Linked DNA regions of Mus musculus: region 2 is linked to region 1. The links are chromatin contacts, called in public Hi-C maps. All regions are on one chromosome and are shown on one strand. The core of a region is the stretch at or near the end of the contact, and the rest is flanking DNA. Distances in the headings are between cores, read along the strand shown.

Region 1 (7,604 bases), core at 2,796-5,295:
CAGTAGTAAAATAAATTATTCTAGGTTGGAACCAGAAATCAAAGCTTACACAACTCTTTTGGGTCTTAATGTCCCTAAATTTGAAATAAGTTTCCTTTAAATAAATATAGGATGTTTTTGATGGGCAGTTAGTGTACCCTATTATAGAAAAATGACAAGGAAATGCTGATTGGAAACTGATTCAGGGTGTTGGAGCTGGGGATCCTCCCACAGCAGGCACTCAATGTTGTCTTCAATTTAAAATGGGAGGAAATGTTGCAAAAAAATTTTTTTCACAGACTTGCAAGAATAGAATGCATGAACCATATTTGCATCTTAAATATTTCTACATCAAAAACATTTTAAATTCAATAGTTTGTAAATTATGCTTTCTAGAGGAAATGAGCTTTAAATGAAAACTATCATATTTTCAATATCTGTTCTGCCTCCCACTCTTTTACAACTGTGATTGCATAAAAATATTTTAAGATATTCTAAAATAAGGTTAATTATTTATAAAAATATTAGGGGAAGTAGTGGAAGCCCACCAATTATCTGACTCACTATAAATAATCAAATGTGTTAATTATTTTAGCTTGTGGATTAGAATACTGGTTTTCATTAGTGAATTTTTGAAAGTACACTACTTAAAACCTGTTTCTTAAATAACGCCATACTATTATCTTAGGAATAGCTAGTTACCAAAATTACAAGGTTTTTACTGTTATGTAGGTTGTACAAAGTATCAAATAATTGACCAATTAAGTTTTCAAACATCGATCTAATTAAAGAGCACAATCCAAAGCATTTATTTGGAATGGAAAGGCTTATGGCTCATGTATCCCTTGAAACACAGCTCTGTTGCAATGACACAGAACGTGTAACCATAATTATATGCAAATTACACTGATGCACTATCTTCCTTTTCAGGGGAAACGCTGATATGACTGTGTAATGTTTAGCATATTTACTTCTAGAACTTCTCTTCCAGTCACCAACTTAGAAGAAAAGCATCAACATGTTTCAGATCCTTTCCACCAATGAAAGTGTTACACTCCAGGATGCTAAATACTGAAAATAACCCCAAAAAAGGCCATGGTTATTTTAGTCTAAAGACAATATAACAATTTATATTATATCATAAGGAATAAATTAATTAAAATCTAAAACTCCCTGAATCAGAGCCACTCTTGTGCATTTAAAAATAGAATTTTTAAATGACTAATGCAGTTTGCCTGGCTTTTGTAGAACTTTAATCTTTAATAATGAGTATCTCTTTATTACTTAAATTCATAATCTTACGATTATACATGATCCAAATAGTCATTTCTCAAAAGAGTTTCCCCACATGTTCCAACTGCAAGGAATGAACACTTGTGTATAATGAGAGGAGCTTTATGTGAATAATAAAAGACTAATATAAGTCACATTTCTATTTATGAAAAGTCAAATCTATCGAAACAAAATATTGAAAATATATTTATTTAAACATCCTGTTTGTTTTTAAGCCCCAGACATTAAGACTTCAATTCTAGACTTACACTTGTGGAAATTTTTTTTGTTATTTATTTTAAGGAACAGCTCATATCTTTAAAGCCCTGGAATGGTGTAAATCATTACAGTGGTTTCACATTTTCATGGGATCAAGGAAACAACAGTAAGCCCATAAAACAGATACTACTAATTATGCAGAGGAGAAGTCATAAAGTCACTAGGAGACGCATGTTTTATATTCATGAACACATCATTAAAAGTTTAAGACATGCTATCAAATTCTACATTTTAATACTATACCCAACAGCATTAAACTCTCCCAACAAGAAAATCAGATTGCTTAATGATCCTTCCTTGTCACACTGGTTTTATATGTCTGCACTTGAAGCACATGTGGAATTTGTATTGCTGAGCACTTTTATAAACCACTGGCCAATTAAAAAAATCATTATCCTTTATATCTAGATTCTTTTTCAGGAAGGTCTGAATCATCATCCAAAATACATCTGTAGATTAAGTATACTGGAGTCATAGCCCTTGATTCCATATTGTGTATGTGAGATTTTTATAAACAATAGTTTGCCATTTATTCAGCACGATTAAAAAAATAAACGTAGGGAAGCATAATAATAGCTTCCACGTAAATCAATTTTTAAGACTAATTTTAATGGGAATATTAAAACTGAGAAATAAGATGAGCTTATACATAGTATATTATAGATGAAGATACAAGAAGTGTATCCTGCAGAAAGACAGAAATCACACATAATGTTGATATCACTGACAGCAATCCTAAAATATGCCCAAACACCATCACAAGCATTTGCTGGTTCAGGCACACATTAAATTCTTAGCCTTTCTTTTCTTGCTACACAAGGACTGCGGATGCTCTGATATCTTAATTTGTGTAACCATTGCAAATGTTTCCATTTGTACAAACTAAATTCTTTACATTCTGTGAGTTAAGCACATCTTGTAGCCGGCTCTAGAATGTATACCATTTGGGCATTTTAACGGGAATTTTACATACAGATAAGCTTTCAGCTTAATCTCAAAGTGAAGGTGAAAGGTAGACATAGACGCTTCAGAGAGGGGACCAAAAAATGTTGCAGATGGAAGAGCAGAGCTTAGTGAGTTGTTGTGAACAAGGAATAAACCATGGGAAAAGTAAAGTCTTTGAAAATGCTTCGTGTCTCTTGGAGAGATTTATGCACCAGGCCAGAGACTGAACCAAAGGAACCAACAACTTCAAGAAATTTAGTGAGGGGTTATTATTGGAAGCTGGAGAAGACGGCTTGCTGTGGCAATGGATGACCGCGGGAAGACAGGAAGCCTGGAGCTGCTCTCTCACATCCTGGCTTGGCAGGTTTATTTTTGCTGTAATTTCAGCTTCATACAATAATGTTTATTTGTTTGTTTTTACGTTTTTATGCATTCCTGTGAACTTCAAATAATGAGAATGTATGGATAAAATAATTTTAAAAAACTTTCAAGCTTTGATTATATTTTTAAACATGAAGTTAGGGAGGAAACCCTTGCTTTAAAGTTCAAAAGCCAGTATCACATTATCAAAATCCACACTAGCGTGCTACACAGCACATCAGCATGAATTAACAAGCATTGTTAGGAAGCATTGTTAAATACAGTAGCAGGTCTCCCAAAGTATACTTTTACTACATTAAAACATGGGAAGAATAAAAGGTAGTTAAAATGATGGGTGCATAGGTAGATCAAGATAATCACTGCGCTGATTTATCAGCTCATAAAGCTACATTCAGTCCATACACTCATACACTCGCTGTGCCCTATTCAAAGGGTGTGACATGTACTTTCTTACTCCTTTTAGCCATTTACAAGGAATGCATCTTTCTGTCCTCGTTTTGCACTTCTGAGTTAATACCCATTGTTGTCCCAGAACTTACAACTGTAGGAACTTTGGTTACAAAGCAAGTAGTTATGAAAGGTTTCCATGGGGTGGGAAGGTGGGGTGGAACATTTGTGCTATAGTTCAGTCTCTACCACTATGGGCAGGAGGAGTAATGTAATCGAAATTCTATGTAATATTGACTATTTCAAAAATCAGGTAATATATGTGCAAGTTACATATGTTTCCCATTGTCTGAAGATATCCTGCTCTAAATGCATTAATTTTATTAGCACCTAAAATCTTATATATTCAATGCTATCTGATCCTCTGTTTGTGATCAAATAACAATCTATGTGTGGCAGTCAGAGACAATGACTTGAGGTAAATCTATTTAACCCTTCAACATGAAGAAATGCAGATTTAGTCCCCAAGGTTAACTGGTGCATAAAATACTATTATCGAGCCTGTGTGGACAAGCCTAGAACCCCTCCAACCCTTTAGAAATCCATTTTTTTTTCAGTGTTAGGCTGGTTTTGATGTCAGCATTACACGGGAAAATACAACAACTTGGAAGAAAGTTCAGCCACTCATTTGCATCCCTAACTAATAACGTCTATAATTGCTCAGTTACCAAAGTTAGAACTCAATGCGTCCTCTCTGCCAAAGGCAGCTGCTCCACAAAATGAACACTGATTTGATTTTTCTGCAGAGTACGTGTTCGCTTGCCGTTCCCATGATGAATAAATAATGCTACGATGCGGATCTTGCCCTTCCCTGAAAGGGGCGGCATCTGTTTATTCTCAGGCATTCACCGTCCTAAAGGGATCAGACACCAGAGGCCTGTGAATGAGAAGGCCTTTTCAGGCTTACAAAGCCTCAGTTCCCGAATCCACCTTAACCAGCTTGCAGCAAAGAGCTTTTGGCACCAAGTCATCCTTCAGGGAGAGACTGATAATGATCACTAAAGACATCGTAGGGGCTGCTGCTTCACTCACTTCAAAGGCCTTCTCTCCTAATCAGCATTAAATCGTCATTTTGCCAGGCATATCAGGACAGCTGTCCACAATCTATTTATTTGAAAACAGATTACAGCCAGGTTTCTCTGCCAAAGCATAAACCTCGGAAGGCTGCGTGCGCTTTCGTGTGTTTTAAGTTGGAACTTATATTTCTAATTTAATGGTCCACTTTATCACGACTCTCTCACCCGATGGATTTCATCTACCCATAAAAGCTCATAATTTTATCCATTACCCAGATAAGGTCGGCAGCAAGACAACCTGGGCAAAAATGAAACCTTTTGACGTAAAGTCAAATAATTCAGCCTAAAGATCATGAAGGTTCAATGCCCTAGATTTTGTGTGATATATACAGACCATAGGTCGGTATCGTCGTAAGCTTGTCTTACCGTTGACAATTTCATTCATTTACACAGTGAACTCTAGCCATTCTCCCCCCACCCGCTGTCTCCCTCCACACCCCCTCACTCCCCTGCTGGAAAAACCAAACAAGTCCTCTTTTACTTTCACGACTTGTTTTGTGTATGTGACCCAGTGAGTTTAATTAAAGTTTCATGCTTTAGAGGGGCGGCGGTTATTTACTGGAACAAAAGTAACTTATCAGTGGCTACAACATGAAAGAATTTGAAGCCCCCCTCCCAATAACCATTAACTGTAAACAGTCATTCAGGGAGGGAGGGGCTTCATGAACTCTGCCCCCACGCACGATGAACTGATGTTCAGTTCTAAGCCTTCTTTTTCTTCCTTCTTTAAATTTAATACCACATGTGCCACAACTTTTCCTCTTTTTTGATCCCATGAAATTGGTGCACTTTGTCTTTCCAATCCCTTGGAGGTCCCAGTAAGACCAGGAAAATTCAAAGGATTTTGGTCAACCAATTAGAGAAAAAAAATGATAATTTTTATAAAGGGTACTAGTATGAAGCTGTAAATCTCACTCCTCAGTCAATTGCTTTAGTTTAACAGCAAAGAACATTATGCTATGATGATATCCAAGGCTAATTAATGGCCATCACTTTAAAATTATATATACATAATAGGTACCCTTAATTAGATACAATGTGCACTAGCAAATACAATTGACTAATACAATGTCCTTTCTTGATGAAGTTTGGTTCAAAACAATATTTTTAGCTAGGTGGCATGGTACCAGCTTGTTATTCCAGCATTCAGAAGCTAAACCAGGAGAACTGTGGGTTCAAGGACAAACTGAAGTAAACAGTGAGACTCTGTCTCAAAACAATAACAAAAGTCATTACCATGTAAGTGGATGTGTAATTAGATGATTTTCATGTTGTATACTATTTTGTTAGCTCATGAAGTATATATTTATTGATGATTTATTATGACTTATTACTGTTTTATGTGGATTGCTCAAGGCAATGCACAGAGTAATTTGTGTTGCTATAGCAATAGCAATTAATGAATATTTCTTTTGATCTCACTGTAACTGCAAGTACAGGTTAGTCTAAGGCTGGCCTCAAATTCAGGGTGATTCTCCTGCCTCAGCTCCCCAAGTGCTGATGTTCAAGGATAAGGCACCACAACCAGCTCACTAGTATTAAAAACAATAATAATAAAATAAAATAAAGCACTCTTACATTTATCGTCAAGAAAAGAGAAGGAAAAGCTATGTGCAGTAACCTGTCTTTCCTAACATACAGCAGAAGTTACCATCTTATAACCCTAAAGAATCGTAGATTCAAAAGCTTCTCTGTGGGAGGTTAAATTTTTTCTACTCAAATTTACGAAGGCATTATCAGAGTCATCCCATATTTATTGGAGGGCTTCACTTAAACCCTCTCCATTTCCATTATCCATAGGGATTCATAAATAAAAAGCTGAAGATGAAGAAATGAAAACTCACAGAAGCAACTCAAGAAGGCCGAGGAGTGCCTCCTTTCTTTGCCCACGTTAAGCAACGTTGTGATTGCCAGGCCTAGGAGGTGCCACCGATTCTGTCTCCAAGAGCAAAGAGAATCTACACCCAGTTTCTCATCCAACTACACCTTAAACATGGAGATAGGCAGACACAGAAATTACAAATCATGTCCTGCTACCATAGTACCCTCCAAAGCAGAGGGAAGCCCTGCCTCTGTCCATACCTCAAGTGCTGACACCATTCTTTAGTAGTTGTTGTAGGGAAAACCCACAAGAATACATTCTGGCTGGACATGGCTACACATGACTGTAATCCCGGCACTTTTGAGGCGAGGCAAGAGGACTTCTCTGAGTTAGTGGCCAGCCTAGACTCTGTAATGAGACTTTTTTCTTTTTTTAAGAAAAGAAGGAATTACAAAGAGATCCACTTTGGTACAGCTCAGTGGGCAGATGAATGAACATCTCTGACATTGTTCAGATGATCTGGGAAAAAAAAATCTCTTCTGTGGTTTTCAATATCCTTTCTATTTGGCAACGTCTACAAATTTCTTGACAAAATTTCTAACCCATCCTACTTGATTTCAGGGTCCTCAAACAGCAACAAAATGGCCATAAATCATATAATAGGGGAAAAGTGTAAACTAGCATCACAAGGACTGCCTGAACTCCAGCCCTGGCCTGGTCCTGATGATTCATAATGTGTAGCGCTGAGCTCCTGTTGGTATTGCCATAAGTACCTGGATGTGTTGTGAAAATGAAGCAGGAAGCATGGAGGAATTGTTCAACATATTCCTGAGTGAACAATGAGTCTTCCGTTAACTTGATATGTTACACTCACCACCTCATCACAAGCAGCGTTCTGGTCTGTGAGGTCATGGCACAAATGCTGGAGCATCAGCGTTACTACTAAGTGCATGGCAGTGTGACTGTGCCAACCCTGCCAGTTACAGCATACCGTAAAAGGACTGTTCTCGCTGCTTCTCTGAACAAAACCGATTCCAAAATAACAGATGACCATTTACAGCCACAATTGGGAAAGAGGAGGAATTTACTTTTGAGGTTGATTTATATGATGGTTAGGAGGCTGCCTTAAGAATTCCTAAAGAGACACCCAGCTCCCAAGCAAAGCCATGAAATCCTTTGGTTGCTACATTCCACAAGCCATCGCCCATGTGTTTATTTGACCTCGAGGCCTAACCAATTTGTCCTCTCCTGAGGTTTTACAGCTAATACTCTTAAATTCAAGAACCCATATCCCAAGTAGATTTTTTTTTCTGATAGGAGTTAGATATTTGGATTTTCCTCACTGAGGAAATTCACCTAAGCACTTCATGGCTTGATATTTTCAGGGCTGAGCAACAATCTAG
Region 2 (7,604 bases), core at 3,561-6,060, 610 kb before region 1:
CTGACCTGAGGGGAGAAAGTTCAGATCGCTTTGGCCTAGTTGTTCTAACCCCTGGCCCTCCTGTTGTCAGCCATCCGCAGAAGTCCGAAACACCACTCACACCGCCCCCCCCCCCCCCCACGAAGGGCCAGGCTGGCTGACTGCAGACCACCCGGGTCAGAGAAGCTATGAGTGAGCCCTGGGAACACTTGAGGGATTGGGCTCCGCAGCAGGGTGTGAATATCACCCCAAGGATGGCTAACGCTGGAAACCCTTTGGCAAGGCTCTACAACACCAGATTACTATGCATGGAGCTCCATGAAACAAGCCGCTTTCAAATACTGTTTGCCTTCTCCACTTTTCCACCCGTTCCTAATAGCACTCAGCTTCTTTACTTTCTAGAGCCAGGGGTGAAGTTTCTTCTGGGATAGTACAGGACCCCTGAACAGCAAAGCCCAGGAAGAGGGTGAAGTTCTGGGCGGCTGCTACTCAGGGGGTTAGTTGCCACTTGCAAGAGCTGCAGCTTCGAAGACTTCAGGCACCGAGCAGTTAATATTGAGTTCCCTGTAGCTCCTTGTAAATCTAACCCAACCCCTCGCCCCCCTTTAAATCTGTGGTCTTGTTCGCGATTTCTTACTTGACGTAAAATTCCTTGTTACCTAATCATAGACTCTTTCAAAAAAACTCCCCTCCTCCACCACCACTGCTCATGTGAGAATCTTCCGATCTGGACAGCTAGCAAAACCTCCTTCTCTCTTTTTTCTCTCTCTTAAAAAAAAAAAAACTTGGATAAAAGCCCTCTACTTTGAACTAAACGCCCCAGACTATTTCCTATGCCTGTAATAAGGCCCTGGATCCTCCTCACACCTCCTCCACAGGAAAGAAAAAAAAATGCTCCCCAAACACAAAACGAAGCACCAGGCACAGGGCTTCCGATAGATACCTATAAAACAAGGCCACCTAAACCTTCTGCACAAGGCGCAGGCACTTCTCCCAACCAGATATTCTCCTGGGAGCTTCGGCAAGAAGAAGAGAGACAGGACTGGAGAGCAGCCCAGGCCTTTGGTCAGGATTTTCACCAGGACAGTTTGCTTTAATAACAGCTCCTTCATCTAGGGAGCCTTAGGTCATAGTGATGGATGAGAACCACTGACTCTTTTTAAATAAAATTGGAGGCAATTATGATAATTTAGTTTACTTCTGAATATTTTAAATATTATGAAAACAAGTATAACAGCTTTGTTTTCAAAATTCTTTTGAGGTATCACCCATGTAAAGATTAGGTTTTTTTTTTTTGTAAAAAAAACACGCAGTGGTTTATTGAATACTTACAATGTTTACACCTTCAATATTAATTAAATTCCACTTAGTTTTAGAGGACGGAAGCGCACAAAAACAAGAAGCTGGTGGAAACATCTTCGACTAGGGGACAATGACATTTGAAATGTGACAGCACTAGATAACCGACCCGACAGAAATGTTAGCGGCCCTGTTTTCTGCTTTGAAATAAAACTTTATAACCCCCAGGAATATTTATATCCGAAGGCCGAGTATTAAAAAGATACACTTCACATATGCACTAGTGTCCACTTTGTTTTATCTGGAAAGAGTTGGGTAAGGAGGCGGGGGACAACGCTGGTGTCTACACAGCCAAGAGGGAACATTCACACACAGAGAATGACGGGGGTCCCTTACCACACGGGAGTGTCCTCTTCATATTAAAATATGGAATGCTTTTCTTCAAATATCCACCTTTTTTTGGAGAGGGAGGTGGGGAGCGGATGCTCAAAGGTGGGTGGGTGGGGGCGGGCAGAAAGAAGGGGAAGGAAATTGCACATAAATAAACCGGATGATCCAACTGCAAGAAGTCCTCAGAACGGAGCCCGAGGGCTTTCGGGGAGTCCTGGGTCTGCATCTGGCGCCTTGGCCCCCGGCTCACTGCTCTCCTCTTCTTCACTGCTTGAGCTCCAGGGCCCAGACGTGCTGTGGCCAGCCTGTCCGGCCTTTGGTTTTCTTGTCGTTGCTGCTCACTGTGCTTTTCAAGATCTCATTCTAAACAGAAAGGGGGCGAGAGGGAGAGAAATGGAAAGACAGGTTTAGCGCCTAGTCCCAGCCACCTTAGCTCGCCTCGGCCTAGAGGACACTGAGCGCTAGGGTACGAGGGAACACCTAAAGAGGGGGATGGTGCGGGTACCGGCCCCTGCAGAAAAGTTAAGCTGGTTTCCAGTGCTTTGGTTACCGCCGAGGCCTTCTCTCCAGATGCTCAAGGACCCAGTCAGCAAGTTTATAAACAAATGGCCGATTTCTAGCCGGCTATGGTGAAGCCTAGGTTCTTATTTTTCCCTTCCTGCTATTGCAGGGGAGAAAGCAGAGGCCAGCGCTTAATCTGCCCTCTGTTTCAATAGCGAACCCATATCCAAAAGCCCCTCTGCTCTGGCCTGGGTTTCTCCCGCCAGCCAGCAGCAGCTCTGTACATTGAGTTCAGCAGTTTGTCTCCTCCAGGGCCCTTGAAATCTCTGGTTATTCGGAAGTCCATTCCATTATGCATGAATCAAAGGGCTGCAAGCGGCAAAGGAGAAAATCTCCACAAATGGAATTGTTTCTTAGGTTCTTCCTGGTCATGCCCTATCCAGAACTCCATTACTTTACCGGCAGTTGGTAGGAATCCGAGAACACTTTAAGTGGCTCGGCATAACTTCATGTTAGAGTTGATAACAATGACCACAATGTGCATAACTTTTACTCTTCAAGTGCACAAACTCACTCAAATAAACTTAGAAACACTCGCGAATTACTTAGGGGAGAATTTACGCTCTAACATTATTGCCAAAGAGAAACTAAAGCTGTACTTGTACGCTAGAAGTTAAAGGTACTTAATGTTTACCGTTACCTCCCGCGTGCCCTAGCAATGTGAAGGAGCATAACGTTTTCTTAGAGTCAGAGGCAGCCTCGGTTTTGGAATGGGGGATGCGACCAATAGTGGAGTCACTGGAACCGAGAGGTCATTAGGTAACTTATTTTAGAAATATTTAGAAGAAAAGTTGGGTTGGCGGTCAAAGATAGCTTTAATGAACACAGAATGAGGGGACCTGGCCAGTGTGACTGGGAGATTGGTGAGCTCCTACATTTTGGAAGGTCGGTCCTAAATGGAGAGAGGAGCTTGCAACTTCGAAGGAAGACATTCTGCTGCTGACATCCTCCTGTCTTGCTTTTGAGGAAACCATCCCTACTCCACAACCTGGCTCCCTACGCAAAGAATGTGGCACACAATTTCTCAGCCTGAATGGAAAGACCAGAACAGCGGTCCCAAGAACCCCGAGTCCCTCACCAGCCTCGATCCCTTAGTACTGACCAGCTCTTTCTTCCTCTTCTCCTCTTTCACGTCGGTCTTCTTGATCTCCGCCTTGAAGGCCTCCGCCTCTCCGTTCTGGTCGTCCTTGGCCAGCAGATCCATGAGGTAGGCGATGTAGCTGGTGGCCAGGCGCAGTGTCTTGATCTTGGAGAGTTTGGTGTCGGCGGGCACGTTGGGGATGCACTCGCGCAGCTCGGCGAAGGCGCTGTTGATGCTCTGAGTCCTGCGCCGCTCCTTGCGGTTGGCGGTGCCCCGGCGCTTCACCGGGCGCGGCCCCCCCAGGCCGGGAGGCCCGGCGCCGGGCGGCACTCCCCCATAATGGGAGTGGTCCAGGCCCGCGGCACCGCTGGCGTACTCGGGGCTGTAGGACAGGGCCATACTGTAGTCGGGGGGCGACATCTCCGGGTGGCCAATAAGCCAGCCGTGGAAGTAGGGGTTCTCCTCGTGGCTGCAGCGGCTGGCGGCGGCGGCGGCAGCGGCGGCGGCGGCTGCGGCGAATGGGTAGCCCTCATGGTGCACCACGGGGTGGTGGGGAAAGCCCCCCACCAGACTCATCTCGCCTTCCGTGGCCCTCCACGCGCCCCAGCGTGCGCGCAGCCCCGCCGCGCCCTCCGATCGGGCTCCGACCTCGGCGATCGGCGGCCTTCCCCACCCCCCACCCCCCAACCCCCGGGCTCCCGGGCCGGCCCTGCAGCCGCAGAGGGGGCCGCTGCAGCCCGGGGCCCGCGCCTGGCCCGCCGGGCCCGCCTCAGCTGTGCCGCGGCCGCCGGCTCCCCATGGGGCGCGGCGAGCTGGTCCCGGCACGGTGCGCCCTTGCTGGCCGCCGCCGCCCGCCCAGCTCTACAGCCCGCGCGCCGGCTCCCGCGTTCCCCGCTGCAGCGACCAGGCAGAGCGCTCCGGTGCTCATGCAAAAGTGCCGGCCGGCTCCCGCGAGGCAGTCCCGCAGACGCCGGCCACGGGACTCCTGACTCCGAAGATGACCTGGAATCCGGGGCGAGTCCAAGCTGGGGCTGCAGGAGCCGGCCCGGCTGTGCCGGGAGGCGGCGGGGTCGCAGCTTAGCGTGGAGCTACCTCGGTGCGACCCTCCCCCTTCCTGCCCCTTCCCCTCCCCCACCAGCTCGATCTGGGTTCTTGGGCGCTTATTGTTTTAATAAAAATTATTTGGTTGTTGTTTTGGTCCTTGAGTGTGATTTGTTTTTAAAGCTGTAAGGAACGTGTCCGTCCTCGCTCCTCAGGCTCTCTCGGAGGCTTTGCAGAGAGGTCTCAGCGCATCCATTTTCTAAGATCCTCTCCTCTCCGGACAAGAATCTTGGGCCCTTGAAGGCACCTCGGAGCTGGGAAGCGGCGAATGGACTCTCGGAGGGGTGTGCTCAGACAGTGGCCGCGGAAGCTCCTGGGTGGCAGCGGCGGCGGTTCTCTTGGGCTGGACGCGGTGAGGGGAGCAAGCCGATTTTCCCAGCAAGATCTCCATGTACAGCTACATCTTTAGGGCCGCTCGGGTTAATATATGTCGTCAGAGGCTCCTCACGCCAATCCCGGGGCGGCGGGGGCGGCGCCTCGCGCTCTCCGCAATAAAACTTTTTGATGTTCACGTTGCTAATTGCCGAGGTCCTCTTCTAGGATTGGTTGTCCACTCATAACCATAAGATAATTAAAACGGGGGGGGGCAGGGTAAAAAAAAAACCCTTTTATCAGCCATAGGTTAATGCAAGTGTTTAACAGATGCTTCGCTATTAAAATATTTCCCCCCAATACTGAAGAATCTTAAACCAGGTACAGTATTATTTCGCTTTCTTTTCTGATTACAGGGGTGGGGTGAATAGAGAAAGGAACGCAGATTATGCCTTTTCAAGTGTTTTGTAGGTAACCGAGGCAGAAAACTGAGCCGACAGTCTCCTATAGTTTTGTGCTGGGCTGGGGAGGGGATTTGGGGTGGGTGGTGGTGGCGACAAGAGTCTGGAGGTGGCGGTATGGAATCCCATTAAGGTGCGATTGGGAGTGAGCCGAGTCTCTTTGACCAGGCTAGAGCGCCAGCGCTCCTCTGACCCGGCACACTTTGGCAAAGTTGCAGTGGCCTGTTTGCTTAGGCACTGAAGTGGATGACCCAAGTTAGGATGACAACTTGCAGAGAACGCGGATGAGACCTTCAGTTTGTGCCCACACTCATTTGCAGCAACCCTAACAGAGATTGCGAAGATTTTCAAAGTGGGGCACCTCGATTTCTCGAATCTGTGGTGTGGCGAATATCCGTGTTCCTCCTGCTTAACTAGCCTGTTTGGTAAGTAACTGAATAGTTTTTACAGCGTGTTCGGAGCTTATTTTCTAGTTTTTATGAACAAACATATAAATATATCTCTGCATTCCTGCCTCCCTCATAAAAGCGGGCATCTGTGGAAAGCAGGTTTAGTTATCGGAGGGGAGCCATTAAACGGACGTTTAAGAGACAGGCAGGGAGGAAGGCTCGTGGATGTTTAGACTGCTTGCCTTGGCGATCTTGAACGCATTAGAACGGAAAATGGATCTCCACTTGTAAGTTAGCGGGCCTCGGGGCACCTAGGAGATTCCCCAGCAGCGCGGGATAGGGGCGGTCAGTGGAAGGAGGCAAAACCACCCTCCGGCTGGCCTGTATGAGGATCTCTTCTTTTCACTCACACGAAGAAGGTCCCTGTGTAATAGGGTGTCAACAGAAGCCCTTAGGCTGTAAATTTGATCACACCGATAGCTGGCCTTGGACCTGAGGAGGCAAGCAGAGGGGACACAAGTGACTCCCACCGTTGGCATCGCTTTTTGGAGGCAGAAGCACTCTGGTCCCAGACATTAAAGAGAACCCCAAGTTAAGAATCCTGCATGGACAGTCCTTCCCATGTCCCTAGAGTCTGTCTGGCTGTTATTCTGTCTGGAAGGCCACATCAGAAGGAATCGGAGAGCCCATCTTCTTGCTCCCAGGGTACCCGAGCTGAGACCTAACTGCCCTGTGGTAATCTCACGGAGGAAAAAAAAAGACTTTAGAGCTGGGTGGTGGGAGAGGGGGAGAACTTAAAGGTTGTGGCCTTTCTTCTGTTTGCAAGGGGTCAGTTTTCCAGGCCAGCCCCCAGCAGAGGGTCAACTAAGACAGAGCAAATTCAGGATGGGGAGTAGCTGGACCTAGTCTTGCTGGTTAGCTCAGAGGCTTGAGTTTGATGGCAGAACAAAGTGACCTACATAGGGCTCTGCTTTCCAGCTTCGGTGGGTCTGCAGCTTGGGGTACAAGGAGAGTGGTTTTAAAGAAGTAGAGGTAATGTGGTGGAGAATTCTGTTTACATTTTCAGCAGGAGGGGTACCCTGAATCAGTAAATATTGGTAGTTAAAGCCTCTGACATTTGATACATTAAAAAAAAACTTGTTTATAAAAACATTTAGGCCTCGGGAACAGGTAGACTGGGTAAGATGATTATGTCCTGTCCAATCACAGATAAAAAACTTAGGAAAGGTGTTTTTTGGCTGCCTCAGGAAATAGACTTTCAGGGCGTTGGGAGATAGAAGAAGAATCCACAGAAAGATAGGGCTGGGGATAGAGAAGCTATCTGTTCACTTGCAGCCTCAGGATTTAGGGATCAGAAGGTGCTACTTTTAGCCTCCCCCCAACCCGCTTCCTGCTTTTAAAATTGAAACCACCACCACCACCACCACCACCAACAACAACAAAAAGTAGGGGTATGGATTCGTAGCTCCAGATAGCATCCTCACAAGTGATAAAAGAAATGGACAACATGGGACAGAAAAGGGGCTGTAAAAAATGCTAATCTGACCATCACTCCTCACTGACAGCACCATTATCAGTTAATTACTACAATCCAGGGGTCTAAAGCTTCATGGATCTTAGGAACTCAAACCCAGAGACTAGAGTGGTAGGATAGCGTTCTGTAGGTGGCTGGAGAGAGGGGACCAGTGGGTAAATTTTGGTGGTATCTACCATGAGTAGTTGGCTGGCTCTGAGTTATACTTACTGCAATTGTTCATTTTTTTTCTTTTTAGCATCTTTTGACACATTTTACTTCCGTAATTTCGGACTGCCAGGTAAACTTGCTGCTTTGGCAAACTCTGAATCTAAGATGCTATTTTAAATTAGTCCCTAGTTTAGAAAGTCTGTCCCACCCCAGGGGGTGATTATGAGGGAACTAACAGGGTGATGTGACAGGGAAGTTGGCATTTGGTGATCAGGAAGAAGGTGGAAGAATGTGGTTGTATAGTTTCTAACTTAGATGTCAGCCTGCTCCCTCACTCTTGGGCTGTA

Evidence for each region. A called contact is a pair of places that touch in the nucleus more often than the background predicts.
Region 2: a Hi-C map of the N1E-115 cell line shows a contact between it and region 1, with 6 times the contacts expected there. The contact joins the promoter of Hand2 here to the enhancer-like site in region 1. A contact is called at or near these places in 13 of 39 promoter capture datasets (the 3T3-L1 cell line, the C10 cell line, the SN4741 cell line and 9 more), 8 of 484 Hi-C or Micro-C datasets (the N1E-115 cell line, embryonic limb bud and uterus), 11 of 115 datasets of contacts at active chromatin or transcription factors (craniofacial prominence, embryonic basal ganglia, embryonic forebrain and 7 more) and 1 of 9 other capture datasets (embryonic stem cells).

The regions. Positions count from the first base shown.
Region 1 is chr8:56,703,727-56,711,330 of GRCm38.p6, reverse strand. No RefSeq gene overlaps it. Among named protein-coding and RNA genes, the nearest start is that of Fbxo8, 160 kb to the right of the region's middle. Within about 2 kb of position 4,045, at least 18 of the 459 cell types and tissues checked have an H3K27ac peak or open chromatin away from gene starts, as enhancers often do. A contact at or near this core is called in the N1E-115 cell line, hippocampal neurons and uterus, where this site is marked.
Region 2 is chr8:57,318,189-57,325,792 of GRCm38.p6, reverse strand. Hand2 (heart and neural crest derivatives expressed 2) reads right to left here and starts at 4,810. Exons shown (of 2, transcript NM_010402.4): 1 at 3,332-4,810; 2 at 1,276-2,031. The coding sequence starts at 3,886. The coding sequence ends at 1,933. It overlaps Hand2os1 (Hand2, opposite strand 1), which reads left to right and starts at 4,934. Exons shown (of 6, transcript NR_154048.1): 1 at 4,934-5,104; 2 at 5,505-5,609.